2 separate regions of the Sus scrofa genome follow, and region 2 is linked to region 1. A link is a contact called in public HiChIP or PLAC-seq data. All regions are on one chromosome and are shown on one strand. The core of a region is the stretch at or near the end of the contact, and the rest is flanking DNA. Distances in the headings are between cores, read along the strand shown.

Region 1 (7,757 bases), core at 2,053-4,552:
TTGACTTTGACAACCACTCTATTTGAAATTTTATTGACTTCTGAGACTCTCCTCATTCTTTTTTTCCTTCCTATCTTCACCTTTTCTTCTCTCTGTTTCTAGGAACACCATTATGTATCCTTTTGAATTTCTTCTCTCTACACTCTACACAGGGTTTCCAGGTGAGCAAATGATTCCCATAACTTCAACTCTTACTAGTGGGAGTTTTCCTAATTTTCATATTGAAGAAAATGACTTCTTATCTGAATCATATATTCCCTGCCCTCTAGTGGCTCTAACCAGTATCTTAAATCACAAAGTCATATCTCAACATTTTCCTCCTCAAATTAATTGTTTTTCTTACACCTTCCATCCGAGGTGCTGGCATCAGAACGAACCAATTTTCCAGCTCCTCCTTCACCACCTTCACCCATATCGGACTCCTCCTCATATGGCCTCCTAAATATTTCTTCAAACTGTCCTTCCTCTCCTTGTGTAGTCCCACTGCTCTGCTTTAGCACTCATCATCTCTCTTTTGAACTGCTACAAAACACTCTTAATCTATTTCTCCATTTTAAGTCCTGCCTGATCATTCTACAATGAAATAAAAATCTTAACGCATTACCCCACACGTACCCTGAAAGCATCAATTGTGTATAATAGAAATAGCAACTAGAGCACCAATGCCATGACTCCCTGGCATCTATGGAAATTTTATTAAGGAAAATATTCTAATTTAGCATATCTTAATATTCATACAGAATCTTTTTGAAACAGAAAACAAGCCACACAGTTACATCATAAAAGCTTTGGCAATAAGAGTAAATTTGCTTGCTGTAACAATTAGGACAACCCCCTTAGTACAACACAAGTTCATCCATGATCTGGCCTTTGTCACATTCTCCAGTTCATCTCCAGCTACTCCCTGACTCATATTCTACGTAACACTTTGTGATTGTCATTTCTTTCTAATATCATGCTGTTCCTTCTTTCTGGGATTTACTTGTACTGACTTCTACGTCTGGAGGCTTTTTCTTTACACCCCCAACTTTTTCCCAGTTCCAATTCCAGTTAGTTCTTACCTGTCCCTGAAGAGCCAGCCTGGTCTGCACCCTCGTCCTGACTCCAATGAGAGATGATAGATTAGGAGACATCCTAATCCATGTCCCTATAATATTCTATGCATATTTCCATCAATGTCTGTCATTGCTGTTATTGTTCTGTTAGCCCCTCTCCACTTATGTGTCTATATAACCCAGTAGATGATAGGTGTCTTGAAACAGAAACACAGTTTTATTATTCTTTGCAGTCTGAGACAAACTTAAACAGTAACTAGCACCTAACCAAGCACTATATAATATGAATCAAAGATTTAGAAGTATTACTGCAAATGGGAAAAAAAAATGGTATATATGGGAAAGATTTTCATCTTTCTTTAAAGCAAAAGTCACCAACTTCTTATGTGTCCTCTCCAGCCCAATACTGTCCACTCCAATTCACGTAATTAATTCATGCTGCCAGGTTGCTATGGGAATTAGAGTTTTAGATATCTGTGTAAATACCAGAAACATGGAATACATTTTCCATAAAAATGTACATTTAAATGATGACGGAGCTAATGACTTCAGAGTAAACAAACATTTTTTTTTTGAAATTGCTTCCAAATATCTAAATTCTGGGGGGTTGTCATGAATTATTATTATACATCATACCTCAAAGCTATATACATTTTACATGCATTTGTCTTAGCCCGTATTTAAAATAATGCTTATGACTTGATTATTTGTGCAATGTAAGTACTACTTATTCATCTCAGAGACATGTTTTACCTTCATATGGTTTCAGAACATCTAATAAAATTGTTTCAAAATAGTTTTTATAACAATTCATACTTCTTTTCTGGTCTTTTGGTCATAAAATGAGGACCTATCTTTGCCTTCAGTTGAAAGGAAGTATAAGACCTCTATATAGCCTAGAGAAATTTTTTATAAAAATTCCCTTTGTATACCACTGTATTTTCAGAGTCCTTAAAATTTTTTCTTAATCTTTTATTTGTGTGATTGTTATAAAACAAACAGAAATAATTACATGATAATATAGGTATTTCCATTTGTCTGCCTCTGAATTCTTGTTCAAGCTGTGTGTGTGTATGTGTGTGCACATTGTTTGAAAAGAATGTGAGAAGAAAGGGGCAGAGGAAAAAGGGCTCAGTTTCAAAATACAAATGCTGCATAATTTGATCCAATAATGCATGAGCTTTTGAGCTGGAACTTAGGTGAGCTGGATCTCATATTTTACATGGAATGTTTTGAGAATCATGAGACGGTAATAGGAAGTGTTTCCCCTTGATTCACGGAAACATCAGTAAATAGCACAACATGGTTTTCTCTTTGGTGTCTGAATATAATCTGGTGACTTGAGATTTGGAATGTGTTGAAATAAAATTGTTTTTCTGAAAATATGAAACAATATGTGCATCGGCCAATTCACAGAGATGAATGGGAGGCTCTCCAGAAGTATAATTAAAAAATTGCGGAGAAAACGATCTGTATGACAAATAGGAAGAGTTCCCTTTTTATCCTTGTTTCGTGTTAGCCAAGTAAACCAACTTCACTTGTAGAAAAATGGAGCAGGAAAATCTGGCCAAGGAAATGACTGATCCCTGGCCTTAGTTAAGACTGTATTTCATGTGTAGGAGCACTGATAGGAATAGTTTCCTCTGAATTATGTTGCAGCTCTATTCATTTATTCCCTAGAGTTTCCTGAGTCCTTACTCCACGCTAGGCATAATGGTCTAAACACAGAATTGACCCCACCTCATACAGCTTACAGTTTAGTGGCAGAGAGAAGCAGATTAGTCAATATTCACATAAGTGAAAGTAAAATGTTCATGGTTACAGTCACTAAGAAGAAGTAAACAGGGGAGTGGGGGAAGCCTGTCTGAGGACGTAAGACATCACTTGACTTTGCAGGATACATAGATGTTAAGGAGGCAAAAGGAAAAGGGAAGTGAGCTATGCTGTATCTTGTTTTAAAAATTGTATACATTTTATCGGAGTGTAGGTGATTTACAATGTTGTGGTAGTTTCAGGTGTACAGCAAAGTGAATCATCCATACATATACATGTATGTATGTATATATATGTATATATTCTTTCTTTTTCAGATTTTTTTCCCATGTGGGCCATCACAGAGTATTGAAAACTTTTCCCCAGGCTATGTAGCAGGTCCTTGTTACTAACGGATTCCAGTAGTGTATATATGCCATTCCTACCCTCCCAGTCCACCCCTCCCCTCAGCCTTCCCCCTTTGGTAACCCTAAGTTTGGTTTCAAAATCTTTGAGTCTGTTTCTGTTTCAGGAATAAGTGCTTTGTCATGAAGATGCACGTTCTCAGAAAAGGGTAAAAAACCACACCTAGAAAGCACACACGCTGACTTTCAACTGTTATTGGTATCTGAAGGGGGGTTGGGGGAAAATGAAATATGTTGGGTAGAACTTCCACCACAATAAGATATTTTTCTAGCTTTCATTCTAAATGGAACAGATAATAAATATTTAGCAAATAAATGTATAAAATGGTGGGTAGTAGTAAATTCTGTGAAAAATAAAGCAAAACAAGAAGACAGAAAAGTTGGGAAGGACCTTTCTCAGCAGACCCCTGAATGAAGAGACATAATGAAGAGACCCCTGTTTAATTTTTTATGAGCCAGAGGAAAAAAATGATTTTGGCAAAATGGTAATGCCTATTTAATCTGGGTTGGATATTTAGAGCTTTCTTATAATTTGATACTTCTGTACATTTCTATTTTGAAGTATTTTAAAAATCATTATGTAATGTATATGTTTTTCATCTGTAGGAGGGAGGCTGATGTCTCCAAGGTCCTGGAAGAATCTAGGTTAGCACCAATAGTATGGTAGGAGTTCCATGTGAGACAAGCCTGGAGAAGTGGGTGGGTGCTAAACAGCAGGAACTTGCAGACTGTTGAGAATGTCAGTCTTTATTCTAAGAGCAATGGGACGACATTGAAGGAGTTTAAGCATGGGTGGGAGTGATAGGATTGGATCTGTGTTTTAAAGAATTTAAAGATTTCTATTTAGTCAAGAAACTTTAAGCTAGCCTTTACCATTTTCCAGGCTCCATGCTAAGTGTATGGTGGTGAAAGCTCTTTACACTTAAGAACTTGAAGTCTAGAGATGGGTGAACGTTTTGCTATCGTCTATAGATGAACTCGCTGGCTAGATATTTTGGTATCTCCTGCAAGCTGTTTGTTCTGCAGCTTCAACTTTGACAAAGATTGGGAAATCACCTTGATTTGAATGGCTTTGAGAAGTTTGGTCTTACACTAGGTTATTTATTGGGGAGAAAAATTGATTTTTGTGTAATCAAGTAGTTTGTTATATACTATTTTACCAGTTTTCTATTTTAGTCATGCAAGATTTATGATCCTTTTTCAAATTGAGTCTTCTAATACTTCAAGGTCAAGAAATCCTAGGCATAGGGCAGAAGAACTGTGTGAGGGAGGGACCTGTTCTTTGCTAAAACAGAACAGAGGAAAAATCACCCTTTTGAAGTGTCACTTGAGGATCGGAACTTTACAGATTTTGCCAAAAAGGGAATTTAAACTTCAAGTATAAGTGATAAGTAAACTTTTTCGATTTTGGAGGCAGTATGTGTCTTCTGTCCAAGGCAGATATTCTAACTGATTCACTACTGTTGAAAATCCAGAAAAGTGATAAAGATGAACTCTTGATGAAAATATATATGTACATGGAAGGATGACAAATAATTCAAAAATTTGGTTTAAGATCCTTTGAACATTTGCCTCTGACCTTGGTAGTTCCCAATGACTGACATCATTCCTCTGGTGTTTTATCTTTTTCCACAAAAGTTAACTAATATACATTTCAAAACAAATGAGGTTCATTGTTTGCCATAGAGGGAGTATTAGTGTTACTCAAACTTGGTCCTTGACCCCTTCTCTTAAATTGTATAAAAAACAGGGTTACAAAGTTACTCAATCATCTCAAGTGATTTATGGACTTGGACATAAATTTCATAGCAACTTAGATTTTATCTAAGTAACTCAAATTGACACCGTATAGAATTAGCTACTTTGCATTCGTCATCAAACAAGAGCAGTTTCTTCCTGGAACTTGGTAAATTATTAATCTTTGGAGCACCTAAAACTCCCTTATCATAATATAAAAAAATAATTACGCCCAGACTGTAATATCCATAGTTGAATACGGAGGAAGAAAAAAATTATACCTAATAATGACACTTGCTTTTAAGTTAATTATAGGTATTATAAACAATTACTTGAATCATATGTGCTTCTATGCAAATGCCAAAACAGTAGTGTAATTGAATCACATCGCTAAAGTATAACTTTTATATTCTCAGATTAGAATTGATTAAATTGATTTGTTTGAATATGGCCAGGGAACAAAATGAAGAGTAAAATAAGCTCAGAAAATGAGGGAACTTGATTTTCAATTCTTTCATATTTGTTACTATGTAGGTTCAACCCCAAGGAGAAAAAAAAAATTCTAATTTGGAAAACCTTTGCCTCAGTTTTTTTTTTTTTTTTTTTCTTTTATGGCCACACCCATGGCATATGGAAGTTCCCGGGCTAACGATTGACTTCAAACCACAGCTATGACCTACACCACAGCTGCATCAATGCCAGATCCTTTAACCCACTGTGCCAGGTCAGGTATCTAACCTAAACCTCCACAGCAACTGGAGCTGCTGCAGTCCGATTCTTAACCCACTGGACCACAGCAGGAACTCCTACATCACTAAAGCAGTGTGATACAGTAGAAAAGCAAATGGATTCAGAGTCTGCTAACTTAAAATTTAGTACCATCTTTCTCACTAGCAATTAGATGAAGTTACTTAAGGATCATATAACTATCTTTTTTTTTTTGCTTTCTCGACACCTACTTCAGAACTTTTATAAGGTAACAATAAGTAACTGAGGAATATGCTTTAAAGAATTTTAACATATGGCAGAAACATAAAGCATTACAGTTATTCCATTAGACATTAAGGACTGAGAAACTTGACATAATGGTGGAAGGAGCCTTAGGTTTTCATCTTCAGAGGGCCAGTCAGGTGGGGCCATAGGAATTTGGCTTTGAAGCAGCAGAGACCCAGATCAAAACTCTGCCTTTGACCTTTACAGTCTTTCTGATATTAGGAAGGTTCTGGTATTATCTTCATAGCACTTACCATCATTTGTCATGTCATATATTTATTTATAAATTAATTTGTTATTTTTGGGAGTATATAAACTCTGTATGAACAAAGATTTCCTCTTTTGGATGTAACCCTTCCCTTAATTCACATTAATTATCTTGTATTTAACAAAATAAAAGTTGAGATATTTTAGGAATAAAATTCTGTGCATTTCTTCTATTGCAAAAGAAAATGCATTTAAGGAGAGTGTGTGTTTATCTTTTTTAAACTTACTTTGTCATGTAGATAATAAACATAGCAAAAAATTAAGCCTCTTAGATCTGTGTGATTTTTTAAAATACAGCACATTTTTACCTGCATGGAGGTTTTTATTGCAGAAAGGTATCAAACATGACAGTCTGACAATCTGTCATTGCAGTGCCGTTGCTGCTTTTCCTAGATCAGCTGACAAGACCTTAGCTGGGCCTTTACAAGTTACTTAAGAATATTTGCCAAGACATCCTAGTGGGCCTGTTCCAGCTGTCACTGGGGAAAAAAAAAAAAAAAAAAATCACTGGAGATCAATCTCTACAGCAGGTCTTTAGGCAGAAAACCAGTCATATCATCCTCTCCAAAAGAGCCTTTGTGGAGAAAAAGGCCTTATCAAATTCCTTGGCCATGAAGTTACTGTTAGAACTATTGTTAAACCATGCTATCACCACGCAAGGAAGCTGCAGCTTTTGAAAGGTCAGGAGTGGTTTGTAATGATTTAGACCATCTTGTGATTATTAGGGAGTGAAGGTGGTTACAGAGCTATAAAAGCTTCAGGTCTTAGATCTGCTGTGAGAAGAATCCATGTGCCATTAACTAAATCACAACTTCCTGGTATTAATAAAGAGACCAAAACTTAGAGACTAACAATAACCCTCAGCCTACTGTGGGTTTATATTCAAAGTGTAGAATTGAGTTCTTCAAATCGTAGGGTGTAGAAGAGAAAATATGGTGTCTAAAAGGCTAAGCAGAAACAATACTTATTTCCTATGAACAAAAATGTATGCTTTGCTAATAATGTCAGAGAATTAAGTATTTTTAAATGGTGCTTCATTTTTTTTTTTACTCTTGTGTTTATTCTTCTGTGTTGATCAAAGAGAACACAGATATTCAAGTAAAAATATACTCTAGTAGACATCATTTAATATGAAGAGGAGCCAGAAGCAAACCTCAAAGCTAAAAATGTGAAAGTGTTAATGCCCATTATTCCTGAAATGACAATACTTGGTTTAGTGGAAATCAAAATAAAACATGCTTTATTATGCTAAAGCTTATACATCTTAATTTATTGTTATATCTGTAAATTAAGAAAACATCTAAATAATCAAAGAGCTTTTATTTGCCAGTTTGCCTACAGTTATTACTATACTTTCAAACTCTATTGTAATAAATATGTGAAGTGTAATTCTCTATATGTTCATTATAAAAAGCATGCATATTTTGTGTTAGAGGCATAGAATGTAGACATTATACAGTTGGTTCTTCCTATGAACTTTTGGAGAAATGCTAAGGTCTAATTTTGCTCTTCTTCCTCAAATGTATTG
Region 2 (7,757 bases), core at 3,174-5,673, 960 kb after region 1:
ACGAATCTGACTAGGAACCATGGAGGTTGTTGGTTCTATCCCTAGCCTCGCTCAGTGGGTTAAGGATCCAGCGTTGCCGTGAGCTGTGGTATAGGTAGCAGACACAGCTTGGATCCTGCGTTGCTGTGGCTCTCGTGCAGGATGGCATCAACAGCTCTGATTGGACCCCTAGCCTGGAAACCTCCGTGTGCTGCGGGTGCAGCCCTAAAAAGAATGACCAAAAAAAAAAGACAAAAAAAAAGTTTACTTGCACAAATAAAAATGGGGCTGACCTGACTCAGTAGGTCAAACTTAATTTTGGCCATGCCTGTGACATGTGGAAGTTCCTGGCCCAAGGATGGAACCAGCATCACAGCAGTGACAATGATGAATCCTTAACCTCCTGAGCCACCAACCAACTGCAAAACCTAAAAATTATTCAAACCTGGAGAAGTGGAGAAGCATTAGAGAAATAAGTTTCTAAAACCCTCCTCAGAGATTCTAAGTAGATTTGAGGTAAGGTCAGTGGCCTTGTTTCTGTCCCAGGTTATTTCAATAATAACCAAACTTGGGAACCTCTGAATTGTTTTGTTTGTTTGTTTGTTTTTGCTTTTTTAGGGCTGCACCCCCAGCATATGGAGGTTCCCAGCCTAGGGGTCCAGTCGGAGCTACAGCTGCCAGCCTCCACCAACAGCCATAGCAACACAGGATCCGAGGCGCATCTGCAACCTACACCACAGCTCATGGCAACACCAGATCCTTAACCCACTGAGCAAGGCCAGGGATCAATCCCCAACCTCATGGTTCCTAATCGGATTCATTTCTGCTTCGCCGCAATGGGAACTCTGGGAACTTCTAAACCCTGTGCTGACAACCTGTTTCCATGCTAAGCCACTTGTGGTAGAATGTTTGTTTTTGGGTATCGCAAATTTTGAGAAATATTTAAGCACACCTTTAGTGATGCCAAAAAAGTTACATGCTTAGGTGTCATTTCTAATTTGAATATACTAATGATATTTCTTGATATTATAATTAGGGAGACCTACCTAGGTAACTAAAACACCGTATCTTAGGAGCTTTTAATTTTTAAAAAGTGAGATTTCAAGTCTTTTAAAATGATTAGTCTCCTGAAAAGACTAGTCATTTATGTTTACAATTAATTTCTGTGTATAATTGTATCAGTTTGCTAGGGCTGCCATAACAAAGTACACAAATGGAGTGGCTTAGCAGAAATTTACTGTCTCACAGTTCTGCAGGGTCAGAGTCTGCGATCAAGGTGATGATAGGGTTATTCTGTTTTGGTTTGGCTTTTTAGGGCTGCAGCCTTAGCATATGGAGGTTCCCAGGCTAGGGGTCCTTTGGGAGCTACAGCTGCAGGCCTACATCACGGCTCACAGCAACACTGGGTCCTTAACCCACTGAGCAAGGCCAGGGATGGTACCCTTGTCCTCATGGATGCTAGTCGGGTTTGTTAACTACTGATCCATGATGGGAACTCCATGTTTGTTTGTTTGTTTGTTTTTTAAGTATAGTTGGTTGATTTACAGTATTAATTTCAGGTGTACAACAGATTGGTACAATATTTTTATAGATTATACTCCATTAAAAGTTACTACAGGAGTTTCCATTGTGGCGCAGCAGGAAACAAATCCAACTAGTAACCAAGAGCTTTTGGGTTCCATCTCTGGCCTTGCTCAGTGTGTTGGGGATCCAGCATTGCCGTGAGCTGTGATGTATGTCACAGATGAGGCTTGGATCTGGCTTTATTGTGGCTGTGGTGTAGGCTGGCAGCTATAGCTCCAATTCGACCCCTAGCCTGGGAACTTCTGTGTGCTGTGAACTTGGTCCTTAAGAGCCAAAAAAAAGAAGTCACTACAAAATAATGGCTGTAATTCCACGTGCTGTATAACAGTAGTTGGTACCTATTAATTTCATCCCCCTGTTCCTCCCCCACTTCCCTCTCCCCACTGATAACTATAAGTTTCCTTTCTATATCTGTGAGTCTGTTTCTGTTTTGCATATACAGTCATTTGTATTATCTTTCTAGAAATGCTCTATACGTGTACTTTCTGTGTGTGTGTCTGAGAGAGAGAGGGAGGAATAGAGATATTATCCTGAATACTCACTTTATTTAAAAATTTTTTGGGGGGAGTTCCCATCGTGGCGCGGTGGTTAACGAATCCGACTAGGGACCATGAGGTTGTGGGTTTGGTCCCTGCCCTTGCTCAGTAGGTTAAGGATCCGGCGTTGCCGTGAGCTGTGGTGTAGGTTGCAGACTTGGCTCGGATCCCGCGTTGCTGTGGCTCTGGTGTAGGCTGGAGGCTACAGCTCCAATTAGACCCCTCGCCTGGGAACCTCCATATGCCGCAGAAGTGGCCCAAAGAAATAGCAAAAAGACAAAAAAAAAAAAAAAAAAAAAAAAAATTTCCTGAGTATTTATTTTAAAAAGGTAATAGTGAATGGGAATGGATTAGTCATGGGGTATAAGGATATATTAGGTTTGTGTTTTGTTTTGTTTTGTTTTATTTTTGTCCATCCCCACGTCCCCACAGGAAGTTCCTGAGCCAAGGATTAGATCCAAGCCACAGTTGAGACCTACATTGCAGCTGTGGCAACACTGGATCCTTAACACACTGTGCTGGGCTGGGGATTGTACCTGTGTCCCAGTGCCACAGTGATGCTGCCAACTCCATTGAGCCACAGCAGGAACTCCAAAACTAGATTTTTGATTGGAGCAACTAAATGGGAAATTAAGACATTAAGTCCTGTTTCTATTAGAATTTATTACAATCTTTGAAGGATGATAATAAGCAGGTGAATCATAAACCTAGACCTCAATAGAAAGCTCAGGCCTAGAGATAAAAAAATTTAACAGTCAGAAGTTTTAAGACAGATTTTTAAAAACACAAGAATAGATCATGACAAAGAAATAAAAGTAGAGATTGGAGCCCTGATATTTAATGTTTGAAAGTTAAGCTAAGGAGTTCAGTGTTGAACATGTTGAGCTTGAGAAGTTTATTGTATATATTAATGGAAATGTTGGAAATGCATCTAGAATGTGAGAACTGGGCTGGAAATAGAAGGTGGGAACGTCATGATCATGAAAACATTGGCAATTACTAAGGAAGTGATACAGATAAAGATGAGTGCCCATAAAGGGAAGTTCACCTAAATAGGAAGTAAGAAAATGAAGGGGAAAAGTGTGTGTGTGTGTGTGTGTGTGTGTGTGGTGTGTGTGTGTGTGTGTAAAGGGTTGACATGGGAGTCCAGTGCTGTCAGCCAATGGAGAGACATTATTCCTGGAAACTTTGGAAGAACTGTTTGACCCCATCTTTCTATTCCTGTTGAGAAGACTTTTCTGGTATTTTGAAGAGTTTCTGTTCCTCAAATTTAGATTTTTACTTTTTAGGGGATTGCTGCTTTGGTAGGAGAGAAAAATACCCATCAGAGATCCGTTGATTGAACACATTTTAGTTTGGTATTACATGTACTCAGTGTCGATGTGTGTACAGCGGGGGGTTTGGACAGGGTAACCCTGTAAGGTGAGTTTGCGAGACACCTTGCCTGGTTCTGTCTGGATGGCCTTAGACAAACCACTTAACCTCTATACTTTTCCTTAACAATAAAATGAGGATAATGGACCTGCCCAATGGATTTGCTCTGGGAATGATACTAATGTCAGGCACGTGGGCTGGCACCTGTCAGTGCTCTGTGAGCATTGGTTGTAATTATCATCGTTGCTGTTACTGTGTTCTATTAGTAATATTTGCCTCATATTTTATAGGATTAGGTGACTATATCCCAGTTTTCCCAAGACAGCTCTGTCTTATGCCTGTTAATCTCACTGTAATTAACAAATAGCAACAACCCTTTCACTCGAGGAAGTGTCTCAGATTGGACAATCAGACCCATGGGTATCCTGTCTTTGGGGTTTATAGAGTCTTTTGGAAGTAGAGGCTTAGTGGTGTGGTACTCATTCAGCATGAAGAAGGGAACAGTGATTCTGTTACTGTTCCATCAAAAGTAGCACCATTATATTACGTACAATTAAATTTGCTTTATGTTTAGATTATCCCTAAAAGTTTAGAACATGTACAGCTATAATGTGTGGGATTATTCCATGTGTTATATAGAAGTATTTACCAGTAATGGAAAGTAGTGAAGACATGTCCATACCAAAATATGATTAACTCATTGCATCTCTTCAATTTGATTTTATCTGACTTGATGGTGGAATGTTTTGAAAAACTATTTCCTTGTTTAGACAAATTGTAACAACAGTAAATGGATTTAAAAATATGTCACCCAAGGAGTTTTCTTGTGGGGCAGCGGGTTAAGGATCCCAGCATTGTCACTGCAGTGGCTTGGGTTGCTGCTGGGGCACCGGCCAAGAACTTCCGTATGCCATGGGACTGGCCACAAAAAATTTCACCCAGATGACATCACTACCAGAAGCCTTTCTGTTCTGTTTCTCTTTTCAGCTTGCTGTTGTGTCATATTTGTATGTATACTTCAGCTGTTGATAGAAGTATTTATATCCATTTTAATAGCTACATGATGTTTCATTAAGTTGATATCCCATAATTCATTTCTCTTATTTTGGGGCCTAGAGGTTGTTTTTAATTCTCTGTTGTATGTAATATTGCATTCCTAGTATTTTTCCCCATTCTTTTGAGCACAGGTATTGAAATAGTAAGTCGTTAGAGCAAATTGTTGTGAAATTTAAGTGAAGTCATTGTTGTTTATTACACATAGACCATTTCACAAGCTACATTTTATGGATGCAGTGATCTCTAAACCACAATTTGAGGAACCTGATAAGGAGAAAAAGTTCTGGCCCTTTTAAACCAAAGGCTTATGTGTGTTAAATCTACCGAGGGTGACATCACTCAGGAAAGTATGCCTGTGAAGCGGACCTGAGTCCATCCCCTAGGGCACAGAAGACTGAAAAACAATTCTGGGAATGAACCGTCACTCATGAAGACAGACCAGTTCTGGTGGAATGGTTGTGCCAGCCCTTAGTTCCGTGGACTGGAGCGTGAATGAGAGCTAAGGAAGATGAATTCATACAGTTGGTGTACAAAACCATGCCTCATCCAGCTAAAATCCTACAGAGTCCAAATTATATAAAAGATGACATGGTTATTGCCCATTTCCCTATGAGATCCCCACCAGCTCTTGAGCCATCTGATTCATAAGACACAACTTGAAAACTACATTGGACTCTTCTTTCAGGATTCTTGGCCATGAAGGGGAAGAAGCGAGAGGAAACAGTAACTGGACTTGGACAAAGGTTGGCTTGTTCCTATGGACAGGCTAACCTTCCTGTGCTCTTCAACCATGGAGAAGGGGCCTGGAAAGAGGAAGGAGCCCACACAGAAGGCTGAAGGATTAACTTGAAGAGGTCAAGGAGGACATCTCCAGAATTTGAGGAGGCAGGTCAGGGGTTGGGGGCAGATTTAATAGGTTTGTGGCTGTGTGGATGGGATATAACTAGGTGATCTCACTTTTCTCTGAGAAGTAGGTGAGGTCATTCCCTGGGAGGGTTGCCTATTTTTCCTTTTTTTTTTTTATTTTAATTTTATTTATTTATTTTTCAAATAGCTTTAATACCCATTATTTTTTTTATCATTTATAGGTTTTTATTTTTATTTTTTTTTTAAATTGTTATTTCCCCAATACCATTTTTCCTTTATATTACTCTTCTGCTATTCATTTTGTCAGGTTTCCTTTTTCTTGGACCCTGTTTATGGTCTTACCCTTTTCTGACCATGTAATCCTTTTTAAAAATATTTATTTATTTATTTATTCTTTTTAGGCTGTACTCTTGGCATATGGAAGTTCCCAGGCTAGGGGTTGAATTGGAGCTGCAGCTGCTGGCCTATGCCACAGCCACAGCAATGCCAGATCCAAGCCACATCTGCAACCTACATCACAGCTAATGGCAACTCCGGATTCTTAACCCACTGAGCGAGACCAGGGATTGAACCCAAGTCCTCCTGGATACTGGTTGGGTTCATTACCACTGAGCCACAATAAGAAGTCCTTGACCATGTAATCCTAATCCTTAGGAAACTGTTTTCCTGGTTCAACCTGATTCTCCCTTCTTTTTTTTTTTTTTTTTTTTTTTTTGTCTTTTTAGGGCTGCACCCATGGCATATGGAGGCTCCCACGATAGGGGTCTAATCAGAGTTGTAGCTGCTAGCCTACACCACAGCCACAGCAATGAAGGATCCAAGCCATGTCTGCAACCTACACCACAGCTCACAGCAATGCTGGATCCTTAACCTGCTGAGCAAGGCCAGGGATTGAACCCACATCCTCATGGATACCTCATTAACCACTGAGCCATGACAGGAACTCCTGTTTTGCTTTTTATGGTCCTATCTATGCCATATGGAAGTTCCCAGGCTAGGGGTCCAACCAGAGCTACATCTGCTGGCCTATGCCACAGCCACAGCAACACAGGATCCAAGCCATGTCTGCGACCTATACCATAGCTCATGGCAATGCCGGATCCCTGACCCACTGAACAAGGCCAGGGATCAAACCTGTGTCCTCATGGATGCTAGTCATGTTCGTTAACCACTGAGCCACAACAGGAACTCCTGATTCTCCCTTCTTGAAATTGTACCTCAGAGGAGGCTGAGGTTACCTGTCTTCATGTCCGTTGCCTTCCACTGAGCAGACGTCAGACAGCTCAGATGCAGAGCATCTTTAGATCTAAATGTTCAGTACTTAATAGATTCCCAGTAATCTTTTTTTTTTTTTCCCTTCTGGTCTTTTTAGGGCCGCTCCCGCGGCATATAGAGGTTCCCAGGCTAGGGGTCCAATCAGAGCTATAGCTGCCAGCCTACGCCAGAGCCACAGCAACACCAGATCCGAGCGGCATCTGCAACCTATGCCATGGCTCACGGCAACGCTGGATCCTTAGCCCACTGAGCAAGGCCAGGGATCAAACTAATACCCTCATGGTTCCAAGTCGAATTCGTTTCCACTGCACCACAACGGGAACTCCCAGATTCTCAGTAATCTTTGTTGATAATAATAACATGTTCTGGCTATGTTCATATCAAGCCATTACCACAAGTGTCCCCGTCACAGTGTGTCTCTTCATAATTTATCTTTGCTCTCTTCATGCTTCTGGGCCCAGAGCAGTTTTATGGAATCAGCACAAGCTATTAAAAGAGAAAATGAGTTATCTTGCATTTGAAAAAGAAGATGTTTTGGTCACTTGGTAGGTCAGCTGTCACACACTATTCCACGTTCAGTGTTGGCTACTGGCACTGTGCTCTTTTCATGTTGCTAAGTAGGACATTTTTCCTCACGGAGTCCCAGAACTGTCAACAGAACATTTCTAGAGGACAGTAGAATGACCTTGCAATTCTGAGAGTAGACAGTGTTCTGGGGAAGATACAGTGGTTCTCCCTTTATCTAGGGGTGGGGATACCTTCTAAGACTCCAGTGGATGCTTAAAACTGCAGGTTTCTCCTGTGCATATATTCCTATGATAGTTTCCGTTATAAATTAGGCACAGTAAGAGATCAGTAACAATAAAGCAGAACAATTATAACAATAAGCTGTGATAAAAGTTACGTGAATATGGGGAGTTCCCATTTTGGCTCATCAGTAATGAACCTGACTAGTATCTATGAGGATGCGGGTTCGATCCCTGGCCTCGCTCAGTGGGTTAAGGATCCAGCGTTGCTGTGGCTGTGGTGTAGGTTTCAGACAGGGCTCGGATCTGGTATTGCTATGGCTGTGGTATACGCTGGCAG

What was found. HiChIP or PLAC-seq counts read pairs in DNA pulled down with a chosen protein or histone mark.
Region 2: an H3K27ac HiChIP or PLAC-seq map of alveolar macrophages shows a contact between it and region 1. The contact joins two enhancer-like sites. A contact is called at or near these places in 1 of 47 Hi-C or Micro-C datasets (embryonic fibroblasts) and 1 of 2 datasets of contacts at active chromatin or transcription factors (alveolar macrophages).

What each region holds. Positions count from the first base shown.
Region 1 is chr13:181,235,334-181,243,090 of Sscrofa11.1, forward strand. All of the region lies in intron 5 of LOC106508546, which reads left to right. Among named protein-coding and RNA genes, the nearest start is that of MIR99A, 63 kb to the right of the region's middle. Within about 2 kb of position 3,303, at least 4 of the 83 cell types and tissues checked have an H3K27ac peak or open chromatin away from gene starts, as enhancers often do. A contact at or near this core is called in alveolar macrophages, where this site is marked.
Region 2 is chr13:182,192,513-182,200,269 of Sscrofa11.1, forward strand. No RefSeq gene overlaps it. Among named protein-coding and RNA genes, the nearest start is that of BTG3, 32 kb to the right of the region's middle. Within about 2 kb of position 4,424, at least 6 of the 83 cell types and tissues checked have an H3K27ac peak or open chromatin away from gene starts, as enhancers often do. A contact at or near this core is called in alveolar macrophages, where this site is marked.